Linked DNA regions of Hordeum vulgare: region 1 is linked to region 2. Evidence: chromatin contacts called from public Hi-C data. All regions are on one chromosome and are shown on one strand. The core of a region is the stretch at or near the end of the contact, and the rest is flanking DNA. Distances in the headings are between cores, read along the strand shown.

Evidence for each region. A called contact is a pair of places that touch in the nucleus more often than the background predicts.
Region 1: a contact with region 2 is called in a Hi-C map of seedling, with 4 times the contacts expected there. The contact joins the promoter of LOC123412665 here to the promoter of LOC123407793 in region 2. A contact is called at or near these places in 2 of 6 Hi-C or Micro-C datasets (leaf and seedling).

The regions. Positions count from the first base shown.
Region 1 is chr7H:218,565,005-218,572,529 of MorexV3_pseudomolecules_assembly, reverse strand. LOC123412665 (deoxyribodipyrimidine photo-lyase) reads right to left here and starts at 1,477. Exons shown (of 10, transcript XM_045105612.1): 1 at 992-1,477; 2 at 720-868; 3 at 430-626; 4 at 97-337. The coding sequence starts at 1,340.
Region 2 is chr7H:218,183,265-218,190,350 of MorexV3_pseudomolecules_assembly, reverse strand. It overlaps LOC123407793 (50S ribosomal protein 6, chloroplastic), which reads right to left and starts at 5,071. Exons shown (of 1, transcript XM_045101012.1): 1 at 4,490-5,071. The coding sequence starts at 4,999. The coding sequence ends at 4,643. It overlaps LOC123407792 (solute carrier family 35 member F1-like), which reads left to right. Exons shown (of 11, transcript XM_045101011.1): 2 at 140-234; 3 at 689-746; 4 at 875-1,069; 5 at 1,228-1,304; 6 at 1,466-1,548; 7 at 1,714-1,765; 8 at 1,920-1,988; 9 at 2,096-2,182; 10 at 2,320-2,384; 11 at 2,478-2,785. The coding sequence ends at 2,655.

The DNA of each region.
Region 1 (7,525 bases), core at 228-2,727, 390 kb before region 2:
GGTACTATTAAGAAGAAATATATTCTGACATCTAATGATATATTATTTTATTGCATGGGTCTCAAACCAAAAGCTTGACAAAGAAAACAATGGCACCTTGGGACTAAGATGGCGACGCTTTTTTGCCTCGAGAGCACATCTTTGTGCTGAAATATGCCCAAAATGCAGGTAGGGAGAGAGGCCAGACAATGCCGTTGGCTTTGTGGGATAATTCCGGTCCGAATCATAGCTCTTAATCCTTTTCGTTAGGAACCCATCCTTGGTACCCAGAAGTGCCTCCATTGCCGCCGCCTCGCCCGGCTCACACCAGTCAATCTCAGGCACGTCCTCTGCCTGGCTGCAACATCAGCAAAGAATCAAACACCACTCATAACAAATTTCTTCAGTCCAAATCACATATGCAGTAAATTTGTCGCAACGCATCCGGACCTGCAAACCGTGTCAATCAGCATATCCCAATCAATGTCCTTTGGCTGCTCCCTGTCCCATGGCACCACCTGTGCTAACTCGGGGAACTCGACCAGGTACTCGTCCAAGACCTTGTTCATCTTGCTTCTGAAGGTCTTGGCAGAGTACTCCAGCTTCCCCGATGCCGCCCATACCGGCACCACGTTGTGCGCGTCTACCTGTGTGCCAATGCCACAAAGCCCGCATGTCTCTCAGTCGAATTCCGCTGAAAACGACTGCAACTTCCCTTGTGATTCCGATTCGAATTCTACCTGGTGAACAGCCACACTGGCAGCATCCCGCCCCAGCGTGCCGACCACTGCGTCCAGCGCCTCGCGAACCGGCCGGAGCGGTGAGAAGTCGGCGACCAGCGCCGACGCCCCGAGCCGCCACACCAGCGCTGGTATCTCAGTGGGCCCACCTGTCAGCGAAACGTTATTAAACGGTTACAGTACATTTCTCGTACCGGGAAATCGATTCCCTTTTTCGAAAAGCGGAGCCTATAAAGTCGGCCACCAGAAGGGGATCAAGGCGAAAGGCGTACCGGTAAGGAGGAAGAAGGGGATGCGGCGGGTGGCAGCGTCGGCGGCGAGCCGGCGGAGGCCACGGAGGAGGAATCCGAGTTGCCGGCGGCGCGCGGAGAGGAGGAACGGCTTCGGGAACAGGGAGAACGCGACGGCGAGCGGCGCCGCGGAAGCGGCGGCGAGGCTCGCCGCGTGGAGGAGCGCCCAGTTGTCGGCTAGCCGCTGGTCTCGCAGCATCCAGTAGACCACCGGGCCAGGCTTCGCGCCAGCAGGGGGCAGGCCCTGCCCCGGGTGGAGCACCCGCACGCGAGCTTGGTGGACCGGTGCGGTGACCACCGGGCCTGGGCTAGGGCTTGCGGTCGGCGCCATCGCGCGGTGGGAGACGGTTCGACGGGGACGAAAGAAGAGGGAGGGAATGCGGGGGTTGATCAAACTTGCGCCTGCACTTTGGGTGCTCTCGGTGTAGGAAGGCTGGAGCTTTTGGCTACTGGGCTGTTTGGGTGATTGGGTCTCAGGGTTGATGGTGTATAAATTGGGTCTTGGCAGGCACTTCACGAGGTGGTGTGAGTTATGGCCAGAAAACGGCCACGTAAGGGCCATAGGTCCACACTAAACAAAAAGGGCCATGGGTCCACACTAAACGCTACGGCAAATACGGCCTGGTTAGAGCAACCCTGAGAGAGGAAGAGGGGGAAAAAAAAGAGAGAGAGCAAAGCCAGCGTTTATTTTATCGCACGTCTATAACGCACCAAACTACTACAAAATAGAGGAAAATCCTATTCGTAGTTTGGAAACCTTTGAAGTTTCTACCAGTTTTCCGGTTTTGGGAAACTTCTACAAAGTTTTCTGAATAGGTTTTTCTATTTTTTATTTTTTTTATTTTTTTCGTTTCTTTTTTATTTCGGTTTCTGTTTCAAAAAATGTTTTTGAATTATCAAAAAATATTCTTGATTTTTAAAAAATGTTCCATAATTTCAAAAAATTGCCCTTCATTCCAAAATTTGTTCTTAAGATTCAATTTTGTTCTTCGTTTCAGAACTTGTTCTCAAAATCTAAAAAATGTTCATGCTTTAAAAAATTGTACGCATTTTCAAATTTGTTTAGGATTTTTCAAAACTTTTCTCGATTACAAAATTTGTTCTCAAAATTTGAAAAATGTTCATGCTTTAAAATTTTGTTCGTGCTTCTAAATTTGTTTGGGTTTTCAAAATTGGCCTCCATTTCAAAAATTTGTTCTCAAGATTCAGAAAATATCCATGCTCTAGAAAACTTGTTTACACTTCCAAATTCGTTCACTATTTTTCAAAATTGTTATCGGTTTCAAAATTTGTTCTTAAAATTCAAAAATGTTCGTGCTTTTACATATTTGTTCGCGCTTTCAAATTTGTTTGTGGTTTTTCAAAATTGTTCCCCTTTTCCAAATTTTGTTCTAAAGATTAAAAAAAATTCGTGCTTTTAAAAAATTGTTCGCGTTTCCAAATTTATTCAAGTTTTTACAAAATTGTTGTCTGTTTCAAAATTTATTCTCATAATTCAAAAAATGTTTGTGCTTTAAAAATTTGTCCGCGCTTCCAAATTTGTTTGGGGCTTTTCAAAATTGATATCCATTTCTAAATTTTGTTCTCAAGATTCAAAAAATGTCCGTGCTCTAAAAAAACTTTTCGCGCTTCCAAACTTGTTCACGGTTTTGAAATTTGTTTTCAAAATTCAAAAATGTTCGTGCTTTACAAATTTGCTCGCGCTTTCAAATTTGATCATGGTTTTTGAAAATCGTTCTCCTTTTCAAAATTTTGTTCTAAATATTAAAACATGTTCATGATTTCAAAAATTGTTCGCGCTTCTAAATTTATTCACGTTTTTCAAAAATGTTCTCGGTTTCAAAATTTGTTCTCAAATTTCAAAAAATGTTCGTGTTTTAAAAAAAAATCGCGCTTTCAAATTTGTCGGAGTTTCTCAAAACTGTTCTGCTTTGTAAAATTTTGTTCTCAAGATTCAAAAATATTCGTGCTTTAAAAAATTGTTCGCACTTCCAAATTTGTTCACGATTTTTCATAATTGTTCTTCAAATTGGAAAAATCTTATTGCTTCAAATACAAAAGAAATGGAAAAAGGAAATAAAAAACGAACCAAAAAATGTTCTTATTTTCAAAATTTGTTCTTCAGATTCAAAAAATGTTCGTGCTTTTAAAAATTGTTCAGACTTCCAAATTTGTTTGGGGTTTTCAAAATTGTTCTCCATTTCAAAATTTTGGTCCCAAGATTCAAAAAATGTTCGTGCTTTAAAAAATTGTTCGTCGTCCCAAATTCGTTAAGTATTTTTCAAAATTGTTCTTGGTTTTAAAATTTATTCTCAAAATTAAAAAAATGTTCGTTCTTTAAAAAATTGTTTGCGCTTTCAAATTTGCTCTCTGATTTAAAAATCATTTACGTTTTAAAAAAATGATTGAGAAATTCAACATTTGTTCGCTTTGATAAAAATAGAAAAAAAGGAAAACGGGCCAAAAAAGAAAAAACGGAAATAACAAAAAAGAAAAAACAGAAAAAAGAAAGAAAGTAAATTATCTGATTTTCGTGGACAAAAAAAAAAGTTGGGCCGACCGAGTCGGGCGCTCCCCTTTGCATGGGAGCGTCCCCTTGACGCAGCGAGCGCTAGGTAGGAGTTTCCGAAAATAAACCAAACTATAAAATAGAGACCCTAAAAAAGTAGAAAATAGAGCCCGTTTGCAGTCTGTTCAAGCGCAAGAGCTCGCAGTTCATTCTTCCTCTTGATCACTCGCGCCATGGCCCTCCTGCGTCCCTTTCGCGATAAATCATGGTCTTCGTGCCAAATCTCTCGCTCTCTTCCACCATTAATCGCTCCTTCCATGCTAAATCAACTCCCAAGCCACCCAAAAACGTCCGCCAATCGCCACATCCCAAACCTAGACGTAAGCCCGCCGACCTCCACCACCAGCACCGGTGCCCGTTGGGAGTAGGGAGGACAGTCCAAGCAGACAAAAGCACCAGCGCCTATGAAGTTCTTGTGACCAACGGCACAATTCGTTCCACCGCCTGCCATATTTGGACCTGGAGCCGGGTTACCCCCACGACCACCACAGTTCATGGCGGCCTCCTCTCCACACCATGCTGGATCGCTGGGGTACAACCAGCAGGTATGGTTGGTTCATCGGCTATGAAGGGCATATATATGAATGTTTTTTCATGAAATGTCCACAAAGATATAGCGTATGATAGATCGTGCAGTTGATGTGCACATGCAAACATTTAAGTGCTAAAATATTTAATATGTCCACTCTTATAGCTAATCTAAAAGCTAACCCACTATATGAGTGAATGCTTATATGACATGGTAGGGAACTATAGCCAGCTTTTTTATGTCCCTAGCTAGGCATAATGCATCATTTTAAGTGTTGGCATCCTTATCATCTAGTTTGGCTACCTTGGCGGGTCTTTTCTCGAATATGGGAGTTTCTTTCCGTTTACCTCTAATTTCAAAAAAATTCTAGAGACTCAAGTCTCTTATTGGAAACAATGAGAAAATAATTCATGTGGTTAAGGCTTGAGGCTAAGGTTTTGATGGGTTCGTTTAGCTTTTGCACTCCGCTCAATTTGTTTTGCATATCCCCTAGTTTTCCTAATATTTGAATTCCATCATGAGTATAAGGGGCAATTTGTGGTAAAGGAGGAATTCTAACAATTCCTCCTATTATTTCATGGGTAGCATTATAATAAATTTCAATAAAATAAAAATTAGCGGCAAAGTCTAGAATTTGCCTATTAGACATCCCAACCCCCATATAACACTTGTGAAGACGGATCTTCATATCATTTTTCATAGTATCATTATGGTTGGATTTTATTATACGGTACCAAGCGGCTTTCAGGCTCTCTCCTTGTCTTTGTTCAAAATAGAGTACTTTCAAATCCGGAGAGACAATAACAATAGGACAAATGGTAAAAACAAGAAAGTTGCAAACAAATATAATTTTTTTTGTGTTTTGAATTATTATTTTTGTAACAAGCAAATATAAAAATAAAAATAAAAAGTAAAACAAGTGATTGATAGTTTGTGTGAAGGAACCTGATGAGAATTTGGTGATGACTCCCCGACAACGATGGCAGAAATTGGCCAGCTAACGGATAACTACTTTCCTACCTCCTCCCCGACAACGGCGCGAGAAATTCTTTCTGCTACTTGTGAGCTGCATCGGGTTTTCGCCGAAGAGGAAGGGTGAAGAAATATAGTAGCGGTAAGTATTTCCCTAAGTTGAGAACCAAGGTTACTCGAACCAGTAGGAGAATCAAGGCAAACTCTCGTCGTGAGCACCTAATCACACAAAACTGAAAGTGCGTTATATCGACTAGAAGGGGGTGAATAGGAGATTTTTAGAATTTCATCGTTGAGGAAATTCCTTTTGAGGAAATTCCCCACTGATGAATAACTTGCAACAAAAACAGCAAAGGATCAGAAGTGCAAAGTATTACTACAATAGTTTTCTTGATGAGGAATATGAAAAACAGTTTGCACAGTACGCAGGCACAGAGTATGCAGGTGAAGATTAACTAGCGTGAAGAATTTGAGGTTGAGAAAATTCAGAGAAAGTCTTTAGCAAATTCTTCAAACATAGACAATGAAAATCTTCAACATACAATATTGAGGAATTGAAAGAGTTGAAGAAATAGAACCCGTATCACAGTGAAGACAGTGGTTGATGACCTAATTCCAACTACTGTGACAGTCGTACGTCTGGTTTGGAGCGGCTTGGTATTGAAACCAAAAGACACATAGTCCCGGGACACACAGTCCCTACCGTATTCTCCTTGAGCTAAGGACACACAATCATCGCCCAACACTCGTGGTAATTCTTCAGGGCAGACTTCCAGACCCTTACAAACTTGGTCACCCGATGATCCACAATCGACTGCTGGATTGCTCTAGACCATGACGCCTAACCGTCTGGAGGATGCACTGTAACACCCTGATTTTTCAAACCTTCTCTTTTTAAAATATTTTTGAAGATCCCTTGCAATTTGGTGGATTTTCAAATTCTCAAAGCAAGTTGGATTATGAAATTTCTGATTTCTTGTCTCAAACAACCCAAAACCATTTGCTTCTTACTAAAACCTTTCTGAGATTTATTTACAATATTTTATTTCAGCAAATAATTCTCTTTTTCTATTTTGGGAATTATACCATCACTATGGGTTGTGAAGCAACCTATAGCTTGGATGAGCTTTAAGACCCAAAACTTTTGCAACATCTTCTCAATACCATATGATTTCAAAATATTCAAAAGTATCTCTTGGTCCAATGGAGAATTATGGCCAGAATAATTATTTATTTTCTGACCAGAATTATCCCTTTGTGAAGCAACCCCATGATTCTTGTTTTGAAAAATTCCCAATAAATTCCTGTAATTACTAGGGATCATATATGGTTCCAATATGTAAAAACATCCCATGGTCCAATACAAAGTTTGAGAAAAAACACTCTGCTAAGTTTCTGCTAAAACATGACCTTTGTGAAGGAAGTGCTAGCTAGGAGTGCACAATGGTCCTACAAATTTTTGGGCATGTGTGCACTACCAAATGACACTTCCCCACCAAATGACACTCGTAGCAAAGCTTGCAATTGAGTGCTAGGAGCTCATTTGTGTTCTGGACCAGAAAGATGGTTTTCAAGGAAACTATATTCATTTGATCTTCAAACCTTGCCAATCCTTGCCAGTTTAGAGTCTTTTCTATGCTGATTTTCCTAGACATCTTATCTTGCTCTAATCCCAACCCTGTTGAGCTCTAGAACCTCCCAAAGTGTGCTGGCAAAACCTGTTGTTGATGTTCCTAGTCGCAGCAGAGCTTGTATGATCAAGCAAGCAGTGGATGGTGACTAATGGGAGGCTGGTCGATGCAAGAGAAAAGGTTTCCAGGCTTGTGTGGCATCAGGGTGGCCGCACCCGTGGTGATCGCGGTGCTGGCATGCCACAAAGTGCGCTCTGCGCAGCTCCAGTGACAGCCGAGCCGCCCCGAGCTGTCAATCGTTGCCCCACCCTTGTACTAAGCGCCGACGAGGTCCCAGGTAACCGCGTGGCACCTCCCGAACCCTCTGGTTCGCCGAAGAAGGCCGTCGTCGCTCCCGGTCAAGCTCCACCACGGGCAGCATAGTGGGCTTCGACCACTGTGGTCGTCCGCAAGCCATTAATGGCTCCGGACCCGTCCCGTCGCTCCCCTGGCCTCCTCTATCACCTCACCCCCACGCCGCGATAGCCAACTCAGCGTCCTTGCTCTAGTGGCAAGCCCGAGCCTCGCCACTTCGGGAGAGCTCGACAGCGCTCATCGCTGGCCTATTTAAGGCGCTGCCCGAACCCCTACTAGCTCTCACCCCTCTCCTCCATCCTTGGATTAGCCCTAGAGACCCCTAGCAAGAGCCGGGATCTCGTCTCCCTCATCTCCCGCGACAAGCTCCGCCGCCAAATCCCCTCTGTCACCAGCCTCCTCTGCTCTTCCCTAGTCGAATCCAAGGCCACTAGTGTGTTCCATTGGTCCCTCTGGTGCTC
Region 2 (7,086 bases), core at 3,822-6,321:
ATGTCACCTCAGTTCAGAAACAGAGTGCACTCTTCTGAAGTAACTAAAACAAAAATGCAAGCGCTGAAGTCTCAGCTTATCAGTATTATTTAATCTTGTGCCAATTCTGATATGCAAACTGACAGTGCCATTTTTTCAGGTATCAATGCACCGACGTCACAGTCCCTCTTGAACTACATCCTTCTTGCTCTTGTCTACGGTGGCATACTCCTCTACCGGAGACAGCCGCTCACGGTACGTTCCTCCGTCCTCTTCTGTTCTTAGTACGCCTCGGGATGAACTGTGAGATGATCAGAAAGCTAAGCCATCAAACTCTTAGAACCGTAAGGAATTTGGGATTCCTGCTCTTGTGCTGCCTGTAGCTTTCAACACATGGCCAACCTCTAGCTAGCTAGTTTGTTCTTTCTGACTAGTAGGTACAGTAGTAGTTTGGTTTGCATTGTTCTCCTCCTACATGATTGGTGATTGTACTATACAAGTTTGGAATATCTTATCCCAATAGTCTGGACTCTGGACCTATGATGGCAACCTTTATCACGATATGTATGACAAGGTTTATGCTTATTCTGATTCTGTTATTGCTTACACTGTTTTTCTTGGCACAAGTTGTCACAATGTTCACAAGTGGCACAATCATATAATTCCTCCAACGGTATAACTTGAAGTTCTCTACTTTCTTATTGTGCAGACAAAATGGTACTACTACTTGATCCTTGGCATTATTGATGTGGAGGCTAACTATATCGGTATGTAGTTAACACAAGCGGAAAATGTAATCTTATATATGCCCCCGTTGTTTAATGTCAATGGGGCTTTTATGTAACACCATGTTTTGGGGGAACAAAACATATATTTTTTTTCTTTTTTTATGCAGTTGTCAAGTCTTATCAGTACACATCTTTGACGAGTGTGATGCTTCTGGATTGTTGGTCAATTCCATGTGTAATTGTTCTTACTTGGATCTTTTTGAAGACCAAATATGGATTCAGGAAGTTCTTTGGTGTTGGGGTTTGTGTGGCTGGCCTTATATTAGTAGTATTTTCGGACGTCCATGCTTCTGACCGAGCTAGTAAGGATATACTACATCTCATCAACCTATATTACTACAGTTCCATATATCTATTTCCGCAAGTGTTTTCGCGGATCCTGATTAGGAAATTACAAAATTGTTGAACTTGTTATATCAAAATTCAAAATCATAACATATATTTCTGCAATTTCTTGCAGAAGGACCCAAACCTTTGAAGGGTGATTTGCTTGTAATTGTTGGCTCCATGCTTTATGCTTGCAGTAATGTTACAGAGGTAAACTAGCAACTCTTAAAACCCATAAACACTTCATTTTATGTTTCTGGTTTTCCCTACTTGCATTTGAAAAATAATTTATCTCTTTCTCAATGCATGAAGAGGTTCATCAATTTCCTTTCCTAAAATGAAATTATCAATGTTCCTCCCTAATGTTTCAGGAATATCTGGTCAAGAAGAACAACCGAATTGAGTTGATGGCTATGTTGGGAATTTTTGGAGCAGTTATCAGTGGCATACAAATGTATCCTTGGACTCAAATCTTCTAGCTTCTCCGATAATTTTCTACTGTATTAAAATGATCCTACCTTTTACTCATCATTTGCATGATTCACAGTACTTTGTTTCCATCGTATCTGAGGGATTTATCACATACTGCATTACATACTGTTCCTTGACATTACTACAGAAGTGTTCTCGAGCGAGAAGAACTTCATTCGATCAAATGGAATGCCGGCGCGGTAAGTCTCTCCCATTATCGTTTTGGGCACTGGTGCACTTAGAAATTACTCAAAATATTCAGACATACAACATGCTAAAAAACTATATGACCATCTACGTACCATACAAAAAAGAAGAAGACAAATATTGTGTTCATCTCCAGTAATGTTTCAGGTGTTCCCTTTTATCGGATTCGCATTGGCAATGTTCCTGTTTTACTCGACTGTACCTACGGTGCTGAAGGTACTAGAGGGTTTGTTGAGCTTTACCAGATGATCCTGTGCTCCTGGCTATTTTTCGGAGTTCACTGACAATCTTGAATCTATATATGTCTCCCTTGCCTATCGCAGATTTGCGGGGCAACCATGCTAAATCTCTCACTCCTGACCTCAGACATGTGGGCTGTCCTGATCCGCATCTTCGCTTACCATGAGAAGGTCTGATTCGTCCTTTGCATTTTCTGCAGACGCAAATTTCCGATTAAATAATTGCCAGCTAAAGCCTGTGGATGATGTGGTCATTGCAATAAGCTCGATAAAGTGTACTTACCGCCTGTTTGTTCGCGCACTGCCAGGTTGACTGGATGTACTTTGTTGCGTTTGCCTGCACAGCTGGGGGCCTTCTGGTCTACTCGTACAGGTAAATGCTGCTGATTGTTGTTGTCGTCAGTTAAGCAGCTGCTGCAATCTGACATGCCATTTTCTCACAACTGAGATCTCTGGTTGCACGCAGGAGCTCCAAGGAGGCCGATGACACGGCGCAGGTCGCAGGGGCCAGCGACGAGCAGAGTAGGGTAGGGGATGAGGAATCTGGAATTCAGAACCAGGTGCGAAGTTCCTTTGCTGGCGGCAACGATGACCAGGCCTCCTACAAGGAGTTGCCATCAAAGGGCAGCCCCTCCAAGAACTAGGCAATAGACGCATAGGCTGATATTCATACGGCAATAGGCAGTTGTAACAACTCAGTGAGGAAATCTTTACTTGTACACGTAAAGGGAAACCTGTCCAATTTGTGATATCGACTTTCTTCTCTTTGTAAAATTTTGAAATTTCTTTTTTCTTTCTTTCGAGATTTTCTGCCTGGAGCATATCTAACCGAGTTTAGCAATCATTCAGGACGCATAAGAAAATGCTGTGTATTAGTGTTATGACTGAAATCTGGTGGGAATAAGAAATGGTGCAGGCTTATCTCTCCTTGCAACTGGTACACCTAAAGTATATACTACTCCCTCCCATCCAAAGTAAGTGTCGTGGTTTTAGTTGAGGGGGTGCCGTTTTTGTTGAGAATATTCAGTTTTAAGCAAACTACGATAACCAAATGATCCTAAACAAGAGTGAAAAGAACCCAAAGAGATGGAGACACACAAGTTAATTGCAGTATTTTGTTAAAAATAGAGGAATTGTCATCTTCAGGAATAGGAAACAAACGCATAAGACACATATATAAACAGGTTGAAAACATTCACATGTTGGAAGGAATGCAGAGAGTGAGAAATATTTGTGAGAAGAATCGTACGAGAGGAGAGAGGTCAAAGCAGCAGTCTGGACTGGTGCTTCAAACAAAATGCTCCGTATTGAGATTTGGTTTGTTATGGCTTTTGGCCACTTGGTCCCACAAGGCTTTCTTGAACTTTTCACCAAAGCCACTGTTATCGCCATTGATAGAAACTTCCTTTAGACTTGGTAAAATTTGTATCCTAGAGAACCCCTTGGTGTCGCTTACAGAACAATCGTGTACCTGTAGCAGCTCAAGCTTAGGAGTTGTTTTTTCTTCAAACTTGTTCGGTTTAAGGCCAAATAGGTTTGCAAGCTCAAGAAATTGTTTGCCTTGCGAAGGTCTCGGGTTGAAAATGGAAGTGGAGTTCTCCCTTTTCAAACGACTTGTTATGAAGACGTAGAAATGACAAGATTTGTCAGCTTTCCCATTACTACTAGTACTATGTCAACATGACTCATTTGGGTATTCCATAGAGTTACCATGGCTAGCACTGTAGCTATTCGATCCATGTGGTCAATGGCAATTTGACTAGATAGCCATACAACTTAAGGCTATGAAGGCCATCTGAAGGTGGGGACAATTTATCTAGACATCCTTCTAAGTTCTAACCCAGGCTCACCCTCAAGAGTACATCGATACGGACATCAAACAGGCATGGTCGATGGTAACAGAGCAGAGCTCCTTGCAGCTTTTCTTGTTGATGCCGGTCACTCCGTCCCAAGCTTATGCAACTGAGTAAGCTCACTCAGATCCTTCAGAATGGACTTACCTCATGCAGTGTTGACAACACTAGGTGTATGCAGGGCCTTCATTCTCCCAATCCCTGTGGGCGCTTTCACACCATGCTCATCCAAGTCATGAACATACTTTTTCTGCGCATAGCTCTTGTAAGTTGCCAAGCAAAATCCCTTCAAGGGCTGATCAATTCCTCATGTCATAACTGCTGGGAAGCACATTATCACTAGGCACGAGACATGTGCGAAGGTATTTTAGCTTTGAGAGAGTGTGGTCACAAATGTACTTCTTATAACCAATGTCTCCAGCTCAGACATACCACCAAAAATCAATCTGGGAGATGGTATATACTAGGCAGCACTCAAAAGAATTTACCCACCAGCATTTTGTCGTAGCCACATTCCTGTTGCCCCTTTGTAATGCTTTGACAGCTTGAGCCTATCACCAACCCATGGTCGAACCGAGAAACACTAGGTAAAATCGAAATACACACAACGTGAAACCATAAATCATCGAGCAAAGCAAGCACTTGAACCTTTCACTCCAGTAGAATTCAGGATTGTAATTGCGAAGTGTAACAGCAGTGAATAGTCTCAAGCAAAAACCATGCGTGCGGAGAGTTCAAGGAAATAAAATACAGAGAGGACGCAGTGGACTTCACGGCGTCAGTCTGCGGCGGCAGGGGCGGCGACCACCTCGACCTCGACGGCGGCGGCGGGCGTGGTCTCCGCATCCTGCGGCGACTCATCTTCCTTCTCGCCGGCAGCTACAAGCGTCCAGTCATCGGGAAGCGCCGGCAGCGGCTCGTATTGAATGGGGCGGCGCTTGATGTCCCACCGCTGCGTCTTCTTGGGCCGCGTCTTCATATGGTGCTTGGTCCCTTTCTTCTGCGGCCGCGACGAGCACTCCACCGACAGCGCGCACCCTCCGTCGACCCCAAAGAAGCCCACCGACGGGCGGGCGGACCGTGGCGCGACCGCCGGCGCCGCTGAGCCCGCGAGAAAGGCTGTGACGAGCGACATTTTCGTCGAAATGCCTCTGCTTCGACCAGGGGAGAGCTACACGAGTGTTGTGTTTGGGATAAGAAAGGAGGGAGGATGGCTTTGGATTGGATTGGATTGGGTTTTGGATACACATCCGGGGATCCCAAGTGCCCAGCAAAATCTGACGGTTCATGTTGGAACGTATGAAATCCTACCGTCCAAGTTTCCCCGCACTAATGATAATGATAAGGCTATAAACATTGGGCAGTACTGGCGCGCGGCAGTACTGGGCGCGGGCCGGCCTGAAAACTCGCACAGGTCGCAGCGCAGCAGTACGATTGGAGGCTTCTGCATCGTTGGATCTCCCCCTGCTCATTCGTCCTCCTCACGCAGCTCAACCAACATCCTGATCCTTCGCCTCCCCCTACATCTCGCACGCGTCGCCGTCTGCGGGTAGCCCCGCGGGCTCCCGCGTGCTCATCGTCGTCGTCCCATCGTCAGTCTACTCACCACGCTCGTCGTCGACGTTGTGGTTCGCAGCAACCCACCACCAACATCTCGCCTCCCGTGAAGCAAATTTTTTTTGTCGGTGGTAGCAAAAAAACAATACGGTTGTAACAAAACAGAACGACGGATGTAGCAAATTTGTATAATGGTTGTAGCATTTTTTCATCATGGTTGCAACTCGGCCATGCCAACGATTGTAGCAAAAAAACAATACGGTTGCAACAAAACAGAATGTCGGATGTAGAAAATTTGTATAATGGTTGCAACATTTTTCCATCATGGTTGCAACTCAGGCTACAACTTCGGTGAACTTTGGTTACAACTCTCGCGGGCGTGGTTGTAGCTTTTCTGATCAACGGTTGTAGCTTTTTTTGGACGCTTCTAGCTTTTGTGGTACGTGGTTGTAGCATTCGCGACACCATCCGTGTAGGTCCTCCTGCAGTAAACTCACTTGCCGGCCATGGGATCACCCGCCCCGCCGCCTTTCTGTTTGCAGCTCGTCTCTCTATCGGTTGCAGCTCTCGTGTAGCCGGATGTAGCTTTTCCGTCCACCTGGATCTGACGGAAACAAAATGGATCCAACGGAGACGAGAGGAATAAGGAGAGAGGAAAGGGGGAAAACTGGATGCGAGCGGGGGATCTGACAGAGCGAGCGATAGCGACCAGCGGAACGCTTCCGCCGGCGTGTAGATGCGAAACATCTTCCATAATCATTACTCTTGTATAAAGAATGCTCGAGTACCCGCCTTCCTAGGCGCCTTGCAGGTTGTGAGAGCCTCCACGTCGTCTGATTCCAGTTGGCGTGTTGGGAGGCGTGTGTGTAGGGGGGGGGCTTCTTGGGCTCTCTAAGGCGTTTGATTTACCCACACGGCTCGGACTCGGGCAACTCAGTTGGGTGGTCCATGACGGGTGGATCACAGGGGCGTGTCCGGGGTCATCTTCATAGGGCGGCGACCCTCCCTCCCCCCTTCCCATGCCCGTCCGTGCGTCGTGTGTCACACGTGTTAGAAATTAATTAGCAAAGGGTGTATCCAACTCCAAACATGCATGTCTCTTCCCTCTCTCTATTGCCAACAGGCACCTGTTCTGGAGGAATGCCTCCGAACAGACACCTGTTATTCCCACCTCTTCCAGATGTATATATACTTGAGAATCAATAAAAATCAGGACTGATCATCCATTCACTTTCATTCAATCTCATTTTACTCTAACACGTTATCACCAACGTTAGCCTCTACCAAGAGCGGAAGCCACTCCGCCGATTCTACAATTTCCCCCGAAGATGGCCGGAGAAGTTGGTTGCTGGAGTTTCAGCCATCAAGCAATTCATGGCGAAGACGAGATGTTCCTCATGCGAAAGAAATAAAATACTAAGGAGGAGATTGATTGACTATTTGATCTTATCTTCTTGCAATCAATTAATAATCTAATAATGGATTGTTTATCTCTATGCACTCACGTGAATCTCACGAAGAATCGATCAATCATGAACTACAAAGAGAAGAAGTACGAGACCGTTCTCCAATTTTCTTTTCTTCCATTGAAGCACATGAACAAGCGTTGTTGTTACTGCACTTCATCCACATTGCGAAAGCGTTTCTTCTACTTGCAAATATGAC